3 separate regions of the Mus musculus genome follow, and regions 2 and 3 are each linked to region 1. A link is a contact called in public targeted proximity ligation data. All regions are on one chromosome and are shown on one strand. The core of a region is the stretch at or near the end of the contact, and the rest is flanking DNA. Distances in the headings are between cores, read along the strand shown.

Evidence for each region.
Region 2: a targeted proximity ligation map of large pre-B cells shows a contact between it and region 1, with 4 times the contacts expected there. A contact is called at or near these places in 1 of 39 promoter capture datasets (liver) and 1 of 130 datasets of targeted methods (large pre-B cells).
Region 3: a contact with region 1 is called in a targeted proximity ligation map of bone marrow-derived dendritic cells, with 2.4 times the contacts expected there. A contact is called at or near these places in 1 of 130 datasets of targeted methods (bone marrow-derived dendritic cells) and 1 of 9 other capture datasets (liver).

What each region holds. Positions count from the first base shown.
Region 1 is chr19:6,867,975-6,871,657 of GRCm38.p6, reverse strand. No RefSeq gene overlaps it. Among named protein-coding and RNA genes, the nearest start is that of Ccdc88b, 12 kb to the right of the region's middle.
Region 2 is chr19:6,155,464-6,159,146 of GRCm38.p6, reverse strand. No RefSeq gene overlaps it. Among named protein-coding and RNA genes, the nearest start is that of Batf2, 7.1 kb to the left of the region's middle.
Region 3 is chr19:6,296,086-6,299,768 of GRCm38.p6, reverse strand. Ehd1 (EH-domain containing 1) reads right to left here. Exons shown (of 5, transcript NM_010119.5): 4 at 2,072-2,236; 5 at 1-1,695. The coding sequence ends at 1,171. Among named protein-coding and RNA genes, the nearest start is that of Cdc42bpg, 8.5 kb to the left of the region's middle.

The DNA of each region.
Region 1 (3,683 bases), core at 803-3,302:
GGACAGCAATGTGAACTGAGCCCTTTTAAAATCTGCCACCAGTGGGAAGGGTGACACAAGCCTGTGACCCCAGCAATTAGCAACCTGAGGCAGGAGAATCTTGGCTCTGAAGCCAGTCCCAGCTATACAGTGATATCTTGTCCCAGACCAAGCCAAACCTGATAGATAACTCGTAGCTTGTTTGGTTGTTTGTTTTGGTTTCATTTTTGCCAGACAGGGTCTCTTCTGTGTAGCCCTGCCTGCCCTGGAGCTCACTCTATAGACCAGGTTGGCCTTGAATTCCCAAAGATCTGACTGCCTCTGCTTCCTGAGTGCTGGGTTAAAGGTGTGCGCCACCACCTTTGTATTTTGAAACAGAGTCTAGAACCTGCTAACTACAAAGCAGAGGCGGGGGTTGAGCTTGACATCATTCTACTTCAGCTTCCCCTGTGGCTGGGATTAGAAGTCTGTGCCACAGATCCCAGAGTTTTTAAAACAGAACTTCATGTAGCCCAGGCTGGCCTTGAAGTCCTTACGTAGATAAGGGTAAGCTTGAACTTCTGATCCTCCTTTTAGCTTTGGTCTTTGCTACATTGTGGGTTCTTTGGTCTTTGCTACATTGTGGGTTCTTTGGTCTTACTACATTGTGGGTTCTCTGGTCTTGCTACATTGTGGGTTCTTTTCCTCCCGCCCTTTATCTCCCACCACCCCGTTTCACTTCCTAACACTAGACAGGAGAGAAAAAAGGATAGAGAGAAGGGAGGAGTTAGGAAAATCCCTGAATCTAATTTCTTTCTTTTTGTTTCTTTCTTGACCATGACTATTAACAAGCTACAACCAACTTCCCTAAAATGACCACTAACCAGCAACCCACCTACGGGGACCCTAGCATTTATGTAACTTCTGAAAAGTCCCCAGAATTGTAGATATCACACAGTCACAGAAATTATCTGCTGGCAAAACTATGCTTCTGCTAGAGCACGAGGCAAATCATAATCAGCTATTGTGGACAGTTGAAGCATGCAGAGAGCTCTTGGTGCTGCTTCAAGGATATTGGCAAGAATATTTGACATTGGCTTAGGACAAGAAAGTGGGCTCAAGATAAATACAGCTGAGGAAAGTGTTCCTTTTATCTTGATCATCTCAAAAGTCTGGATACAATGATTGCGGGACTTTTGTTTATACCTTGTTTTTCCTTGACCAAGAACTGACCCTTTGTTTTGCATGTACTTAAGAGTGATATAAAAGCAGCTTGGGAAAAAATAAACCTGCTTTGGTGCTTGTTAGAGTTATACTATCATCGTGTCTAACTGTCTTTTCTTTCTTTAATCCTCGATCCCTCCCTGGAGACCTTGTTGACTGACTGAGTGGGCCGGGTCAGGTGGTTACCACAATGTGAGGGCTCAGTGAAGGACATCTCAGGAATTGGAAGCCAGTGCATAAGAAAATAAAGAAAATCTGGGCCAGTGGTGAGTAAACCCTGTGTAAGATGGGCAGGGTAATAGAATGCTTTTTGTACATATGCTCAGAGGCTAAAATCTAGAGGAGTGAAAATAAGTCAAAAACAGCTTACCCAGTTTCTGCTTTTTATAGAAATTTGTCCCTGGAGAGGCCCATTGGACACGCAGACTTTATGTGCCCCAGTACAGGGGAACGCCAGGGCCAAGAAGGGGGAGTGGGTGGGTAGGGGAGTGGGGGTGGGTGGGTATGGGGGACTTTTGGTATAGCATTGGAAGTGTAAATGAGCTAAATACCTAATAAAAAATGGAAAAAAAATAAATAAAAACTCAGAACTAAAAAAAAAAAAAAAAAAAAAGAAATTTGTCCCTGGTTCCCTGAGGAAGATATGATAAATTTACAGACATGGAAGAAAGCAGGAGAGAGGATGACAGGGTACTTACTATCCAACACATGGTCCTGAAAAAATTCCCATAGACAGAGAGAGTTTAGACGTGAGAGGGAGAAGTGGGTTTCAGTCACCCCCCTCCCGGAAGTGTTTCACGCTTTGGTGAAAGAGAAGGAAAGTGAAAGTAAGCTGTTCCCAGCGCTCTCCTAGGGTCAAGAGGAGGTCAGGAGACGTCCTGCCTGCTTCCTCTCTGCCTAGTCCTCTGGCTTCCTCTCTGCCTAGTCCTCTGGCTTCCTCTCTGCCTAGTCCTGGTTCTGGGTCCCTTTGGTGAGACATCTGGTTCTCTTCCCTCTTTGGCTAATGTCTATCTTTGGAGTGCCAGTCTGTCCATGCCTGTCAGTTTATGTCTGTGGTTTCATTTTGTTTCTTGATTGTTGCTCTGTGTTTCATAAACTTCTCTGTGAGGAAGCTGTTTCTCCTACAAAAATCTGACTGTGACTATTGGGTTTAGAAGGTGACAAGGTGTTCCTCTCTTGAAATTACAGCTAGAACTGGGTAGTGGTGGCACATGCCTTTAATCCCAGCACTTGGGAGGCAGAGGCAGGCGGATTTTTGAGTTCGAGGCCAGCCTAGTCTACAGAGTAAGTTCCAGGACAGTCAGGGCTACACAGAGAAACCATGTCTTGAAACAACAACAACAAAAGAAATTACAGCTAGAAAAAAAACTAAGAAAATTCTGTCTGTCTAACCTAAATATGTAAATATGGGTAGCTGCTACATGTTTTTTTTCTGACTGGTCCTAAATGTATAAATATGTTCTGCATGTGGTTACAGATTATTGGCTTATAAGTTATTGGGTATGGTTAAAATTTTGTAACATTGGCAACAGAAAGTTGGCTTAAAACTGGGAACTCAGGCTGGAGAGATGGCTCAGCGGTTAGAGTACCAACTGCTCTTCTGAAGGTCCTGAGTTCAAATCCCAGCAACCACATGGTGGCTCATAACCATCGTAATGAGATCTGATGCCCTCTTCTGGTGTGTCTGAAGACAGCTACAGTGTACTTACATATAACAATAAATTTCCTTAAAAAAAAAAAAGGAACAGTGTTTCTACTGGGGAAGGTCGTCAATAAATTAAAAACAAAACAACCCCCCCCCCCAAAAAAAAAACCTGGAAACTCAGGGTTGGAGTCATTTTGGGCAACAGAACACATGGCATGAGCCAACCCAGGGAAATATGTCTCTAAATTGGGATAATATGTAATTTCTTTTTTTAAATTGGGTATTTATTTCATTTACATTTCCAATGCTATCCCAAAAGTCCCCCACACGCTCCCCCACCCAATATGTAATTTCTGTCCTAGAAACCGGACTTATAAAAGATAGAATTTAAAACAATGTTTCTTTAATGAGGTATTAGAAGTTGCACTGTCATGCATTCATATACAAGAACTGGCACCAAACTTTGTAACATGAAAATAATGCACTTGGTATTGATTTTAGAGAGACTCGATTGTTTACACTGTTAAAAATTGGTTTTGTCTTCCAAAATTATGGTTATGCTCTGATATTGCAAAAGAAACTTTTAAAAATTATTGTTAAATATATATAAAGCTAATGGAACATTGGCAGTTTACAATTCAATCCCAAGCATTTTAATTCCCCTTCGGTTGTCTTCTTAATATGAACTTAAAGATACTTCCCACCATGCTAAAACCATCTCTGTTCAATCTGTAGATCCAGCCTTCTGGATCAAGCAAAAAATGTTCTGTGCCTTGTAATCCAAACCAATAGTTTTTACTAGGTCTCAGAGTCATGAGTCTACTCCTGTTGTCTACCAGACCCCTGTTTACTATAT
Region 2 (3,683 bases), core at 492-2,991, 710 kb after region 1:
GGATCGAAAGCTATATTCCCAGGACCCACATGGTAGGAGAGGACCAATTCTACAACGTTGTTCTGTGTCTTCCACATGTGCAGAATGTGCCATGGAATGTGTCCCCGCATGTGGGTACAGGCGCGTGCGCATGCACACACACACACACACACACACAGATTCATACAATAATAAATAAATGCACGGAACCACATTTTATTTAGAGATTTGTATGTGTACCTGCACAACTTCATATGCACCACGTGTGCACAGGTGCCCTCAAAAGCCAGATGGCCTGGAGTTCCAGGCCGCTGTGAGTCACTTATGTGGGTGCTGGGAATGGAGCTGTCCTCTGTGAGGACAATAATTGATCTTAACTGCTGAGCCATCTCTCCAGCCCCACATATAGCAAATGTTTGTGTTGTTCTTGCTTCTCAGCTGGCAAGAAGCAACTAGAATCCAGGGTAAAGTGTGCCTTTCTTTTTCATGTCCCATAGTTTTCTCTTTCTGTCTTGCCTAAGGAGGATAGTCGCATGTTTAAGCCAGCCTGTGCTACCTAACAGGATCCTATGCCCCTCCCTCCAATTTTCCAGGGTGCAAGAAAAGAAAGGATTTATATATTTAATGAAAAAGTCAGTAGTGGCTCACACCTTTAGTCCCAGCACTTGGGAAACAGAGGCAGGCAAATCTCTATGAATGGTCAGCCTGGTCTACAGAGTGAGTTCCATGACAGCCAGGGATACACAGAGAAACCCTGTCTCAAAAAAAAGGGGGTGGGGGGAGCTGCGTTGCATGTGCGCGTGTGCACACACACACACACACACACACACACACACACACTTGTGGGCCTGGCTATACTCTAACAAGCAGCCCACAAGCAGCAGCAGCTTAGCGGCACTGGGAGGGGGGAGTCCTCACTCACTTTCTCAATAGGTACGACAATTTCTCCCCAGGCTTTTCTCTCCTTGGTCTGACTTGAGTCTCTTGTGCATTCTTGCTATCAATGAGATGGGCGTAGCCAGGGTCCCAGGCTCGCTCTTTGGCAGGAGCTGGGGTTCACCTTCTCTAAATCACAGGGACAAGAACTGAGGAAGTGGTTAGCCCCACGGCCATCAGGATGCTGCCAGAAGGGCAAATGGTGAGTGGGTCCTGGCAGGATCCTAGGCTAGAGCAATCACACACGAGGAATCTAGGGAGCTTCACTCGCCAGGAAATCCTTTTTCTCCCAGCCCCAGGGTGACCCAGACTCTTTGTTGTTCGTTGTTGGGTCTCACACAGCCCAGACTGACCTCATCTTAGCTATGCAGCGAAGGATGGCCTGGAGTGCTTTTAAAAATTTTTTTGTTTTCTGTGCATTTGTGTTTTGCCTGCAAATATGTCTGTACGCCCCTACATTCCTGGTACCCAAGAAGGCCAGAAGAGGACCTTCTGGAATTAGAGTTACAGATGTTTGTGAGCCACCATACGGATTCTGGGAATTGACTCTAAAGGAGCAGCAGTCAGTGCCCTCAACTGTCAAGCCATCTCTCCAGCCCCAGCTCTTGAATTTTGGATCCTCCTTCCAAGTACTGAAGCATGTGTCACCTGTCCCTGCAGGGACTTTTATCCTGACCCATTTCTTCCCATTCCTTACCATCAGCCAGAATTGGGAAGCAAGGTGTTGAGTCATCCACACACAGGAAGGCAAAGGCTTGCGGAGCGGAACGATTCTAGGCAGATTGCTGGTCAGGGAATAGGGAAGCAACTCCTGGGGACCATAAGCCAGGAAGGGCCACTTTCAGTTTCAGCACACTAGTCACGGATGGCTAATGAGAAGGCCTCCCATGGGGTAGGTAACAGCAGTTCTATGTGGTTCTATGATGTCACCCCTGTCCCTGTCATCGGTCCTTTCCTGGTGGTGGGCCCTGCCACTTGAGAGGAAGTGGGAGATGGTACACCCGGGTGCTCAGCAGAGCTGAGCTCTCTGCAGAGCCCTCTGCTGCCCAGGACACATTGCCTGCACTTTGCTGTGGTTTCCTTAAATCGCATAGATTTCCAGGAAGGTCACTGGAACCTCTGGAGGAGGGCAGGAAGTTTAAATAATAAACAGCAGAGCTGTGGAGGTGGTGGCTGCGACCCCAGCTCTTAGATTCTCTCTCCCAAAGCCTTTTTGCCTTTGTGACCTTGGCCAAGGCCTAGTTTCTCTGGGCTTCAGTTTTCTTGTCTATAAAATGAAAATCCTACCCAGGAGAAGCAGTGCATGCCTTTAATCCCAGCACATGGGAGAGCTTTGTGAGTTCGAGACCATCCTGGTCTCTACAGAGTGAGTTCCAGAACTGCCAATGCTACACAGAGGAATCCTGTCTTGAAAAACCAACCAGCCAGCAAACAAACAAACAAATAAATAAATGAAATGAAATTCCCCTCTCTGTGCCAGAGCTACGATCATGACTGAAGCTACACACGGATGGTGGTCACTGGTGTGCTCGGGAAGAGTGAGTCTCCTTGTTCTTGTCCTTGGAAAGCAGCCAGCGAGGGGCAAGGGGCAAGGGGCAAGGGGCAAGCAACCAGAGGCCCGGCTGGAGTGGAATGAAGACTGCCCTTTCCAGGGAGGCCAGCAATTCCCAGGGCCCAACACAAGAGGCTGCTGTCAGCCAACCCAGCACCTCAGACGGTGCCAAGAGGGTAGGGATGGACTCGGAAGCATCTGGGCTAGGCTGGTAGAGAGGTGGTCACCCCAGAGGACCCTAGAAATTGTCTATCTAGCCCCTGCAAAGACTTTCATCCGGACCCATTTCTTTCCATTCCTTGCCATCAGCTAGAACTGAGCAGCAAGGTCTTGAGAGTCATCCACACACAGGAAGGCAAAGGCTTGCTGAAGGGAACCATTTTAGGCAGCTGATTGCTGGTCAGGGACTGGGGAAGCAACTCTTGAGGACTTATATAAGCCAGGGAGGACCAGTTACGAAATCTCCTGGCTTTATAGCTGGGGAAACTGACGGTCAGTAAGAGGAGGCGACTTCAAGTCAAAGCCAGAGAGGGAGTCAGATCTCCCAGAGTTGGAGATACAAGTGGTTAGAATCCATACACCCATCATGGGTATTGGGAACTGAACTCGGGTGCTCTGTGGCTTCAGTAAACACTCCTAACCACTGAGCCATCTCTCCAGTTGCTTTACCTTGGTCTCAGTACAGGTCTCTCACCGAGACTGGACTTCGCCCATTAGGCTGAGCTAGATGACCAGTAGGCCTCTGGATAAGTGTCACCAGGCCCTATGAGGTTTTAGTTTGCTTGGGTTTTTTGTTTTGTTTCATTTATTGTTGTGGGCTGTGCGGATCCAACTCAAGTCCACATGCCTGCACTGTAAGCTGTGAGCTGTCTCCAGCCCTCGACAGGTCTCGCCTTCTTCCTCACTCACCCAACCCTCCCTGTCCCATGTCTCTCTCCTGTCCTCATCAGGAGCACACAAACCCACGGTCTCTATGCTTGGTACACAGCAGAGCCTCTTTGAGCATCTAGTACATGGCAGGTCCTGTCCAAAGCAACTGGAAACATCTATTTAAGAATAATCCAAGCTCATCCTTGGCTACAAAGGAGGTTGAGGCCAGCTGGGCAACATGAAACACTGTCTTAGAAAACAAAACAGTCGTGGCTGGAGCCATGCCTCAGCAGTTAATGTATTGGGAATCAGGCATCTCCACCACCCGCTCCAGGGACCCAGTGAC
Region 3 (3,683 bases), core at 714-3,213, 570 kb after region 1:
CATTTGCTAGCTCAGGCTTCTTACTGCTCAGTCTGGGGCTCTCAGGACACCCAGACCTCCTTGGCTCAGCAGAGGAGGAGAGGAAGGAAATGACAGGGCGAGGGAAGGGGCTGGGTTTTCCCCTGTCGTGCTGCATGGACACTACACCCAGGCCAGAGCCACAGGCTTCCTCTTACCAGCCCCAGACCACCCCAGGTCACAGGGCCTACTGCCTGTCCCAAGGCAGAGAGGGGCTCCAGGAAGCTGCCATAAAGGTTGACCTTGGGGCGGGGGTGGGGGGGCTACATTTCAGACCCCTCTGAGCAGAAGCTGGGATGACCTCCCCTCAGCCAGAAAGCAAACTCAAGCCCTAGGATGTCAGCTCTATGCTGGCTCTGGGGTGGAAATGCTCCAAGGCTGGAGTATAGGAAAGAGGAGACAAAAATCACAGTTTTGAACGAGTGATGTAAGTTACTCAAAGTCTTGGTCAAGTATCAAGTGTCACTACAGAACACTAAGTAGCTTATGCATTTTCCTAGACGTCATGGACTGTCTCGCAACTCCTCCTGCCTCCACAACAAATAACAGTGGTTGGGTCTTCTACCTGTGGCTGCTGTGCTGGCTGGGGTGTCAGGGGATGTGGACAGAGTAAGGTGTGCACCCCACAGCACAGCAGAGGACTGGAGCACAGAACACGGCTAGCAGGAAACAACCTGCTGCCCTTGAGGGAGCCCCAGTCTAAAAACAAGCTGAAGGAGCAGGGACCTCCTGCTTACACAGCCCTGGGGCATCGGGCACAGGGGTGCCAGGGTGGGGTGGAGAGGTGCCTGGCTTGGATAGGGGAGAGGATGAGTGTGGGGCTGTCAGACAGAAGAGGCAAGAAAGAAGGCTGCCTCTAATGTTATATATTAAAAATATCATGGTTCCTGTGCACAAAATCCCACTGTTCATATCCAAGCATCACCCATGCCTCCCGCTGAACCCCGGAACAGCTTTAAAAGAAAGATGGTGGTTTTCCTATTCAAGAGCTGAGGAAACACCGCTCAGTCTTTATGGACCTTGAAAAATGGTGACCCTTTCCCTCCCCCAATTTCTGCCCCTCCAGGCCCCAGCCCACCTGGGCAGACAAGGAGCTGGTGGGTAGAAAGTGGCAGCAGCCCTGGGGGTTGTAGGGTATCTCAGGCATGGAAGTCACTCGTGCCTCCGTTTGGAGGGTGGAATGAGATGTGGAGGAAGGTCAGCGGGCAGCTCGTGGCCCTCTAGCTTCACCTTGATAAGGTGGTTGGCCAGGGCAAACTCCTCGTCATCCAGCAGGCCATCCTTGTCCACATCTGCCAACTTCCAGATCTTCCCCAGCACTGTGTTGGGCAGCTTGGACTTCACCATCTCCTTCTTGGCATTAGCACCTGTGATCTTGCCGTTGACAGGAGACAGTGTGTAGAAGATCTCATCATAGGTGGGCTTGTCCTTGCCAACTACCCACTCAACATCATCAATGCCCTCGCCAGCCCCCTCGCCGTAGCCATGCCCAAAGGGCCCATTCATGGTGCCATCAAAAGCACCACCCTTCACAGCCTGTGAGGGCATCAGGGACTCCTCCTGGCGCACCATCACCATCAGCCGAGCTATATCGTTGGCCAGCATATCATCCACTGTATCCAGCAGCTTGGGCTTCAAGGCCTGGAACTTGCTGAAGTCCTGGGTCTGCAGGAGTTCCTGTGAGTGTAGAAGGAAGGAGAGGCCTAGATGGGGCAGTCTTCCAGACTCCAGACTGAGCTAGACTATCCAAGCAGGGGAGTGGGGCTTCCACCTACCAGTTCAGGCTACTGAGCTAGTGCCACAGGCCTGAGCTCCTCACTCTGCGTGAGGTCACAACTGCACTATCCCTGCTGGGCTATGAAGATTCACCAACAGCCATGCCCCACCCCAAAGCTGAGTCACCACATTCCCCTTTTTCGTGTCAGTGTCTCGACCTAGGTCAACTCTGACTCAGATAGGGAACTGGTGACTAACCCAGCTGCTTCCTTTTGTAGAGGCCCTGTTCTATAGAGCTGGGTACCCAGCCCCGGGCAGGCTGGCCTGGTGACTGTACCTGCATCTTACGCAGGCTTGGGAAGTCGCCGGAGGAGATCTGGTGCTCCCGCTCGATCTTCTGGTAGATCTCTCCCAGGTTGTTCACCAGCTCTTTCTTCTTGCTCTCTTTCCCGAAAACATTGGGCATCTCCTTCTTGAGGGAGCTGATGATGTAGGCATGGACCTGAGGGAGGAAGCAGTGGGCATCAGGGACTTGCTTGGCACGCTGCCCTCAGGGCTGTCAAGGCCTCCAGTGCCTCAAGCTCAGTGCTCGGGCAGGGGAGGAAAGGGTGCCTCTAACACGGCACAGAAGATGGACACTCCTTCTTGTTTTTGTTTTTCAAAACAGGGTAGCCCTTGCTGTCTTAGAACTCACTCTGTTGACAATGCTGGCCTCAAACTCAGAAATCCTCCTGCCTCTGCTTTTCAAGTACTGGGATTAAAGGTGTGTGCCACCACTGGCCTGGCAAAAACTATCTATCTATCTGTCTGTCTGTCTATCTTCTTTGTATATTGCTGTTTTGACTACATGTATGCCTGTGTGAGGGTTCTGGATCCCCTGGAGCTAAAGTTACAGACAGTTGGGGGTGCTGGGACTTGAGCCTGAGTGCTGCTAACTGCTGAGTCATCTCTCCAACCCATTCTTGTACAAGTCATGGTGACATTCTAGAGACAACGACTCTAGAGTCTGTCATAAGATGGGTGCTTAGAGGCACTCCCTTCTCATGCATCCAAATCTACTGTGGTCAGAGGAGGCTCAGAGGTTTGTCAAGAACTATGTGAGGACTGCAGAGAGTGGACTACAACGCAGTTCTGCCTGTTTTCTCCCCGAGCTGCCCCCTCCCGATAATAAAAGCAACACATTGCAGAGCCATAGAAAGTTGTGAATGAGCCTCTGCCAGACATATATCTGTACAGTACATGGGAAGTCCCAAGTAGAATCCCACTTGAGTGATATGCCATGTGCCATCAAAACAGGCCAGGATGACTCAAGATGGGGAAATTCCATCCAGAGCTCCCCTCAACACACCCACTGCTCCCTGCTCAGCCCGGGGCAGTCCTTTTCAATCCTGGGGTTGGCAACTTGGTTCTTCCAAGAAAGCTATGGCAGGCAGATCATACAAGCTCAGTCACACCTCTGTCTGCCTAAGCCAAGGAGTTACTTTCCCTCCAGGAAAAGCAGGCAGAGGGCTAAGAGCAGTGAGGAGGACACTGGAGACCAGAGGTTCCAGGCGTGAGGCCTGTGGCTGTGAGAGTTGAGTGCTGCCTGACAGTTCCCTAGGACCCTGGGCCAATTCTCATGATATTCTCATTGAGTTCCTTTCTCAGAACTGCTCAGCTCACAAGGTGGCCATACATGTCTAGACTTTTGGAGATACTGAAAACCCCCCAGCCTAGGACCCTGTAAAGACGATGGGAAATGCCATAGGCTGGCTGCCACCTGGCCAGGTACTTGAGAGTGACAATGGCTGATACTTGGCAGTAGTAAAGGACAAAACATCAGCCTTGGTTTCCTGACCAAGGCACCCCCAAATATTCCATGACTGGCCTTGAGCAGAGGTGGGGGCCTGGGATCTAGTGTAGGGACAGCAGCCTCCGCACTGCAAACAGCAGTGGGGACGGGATGGCTG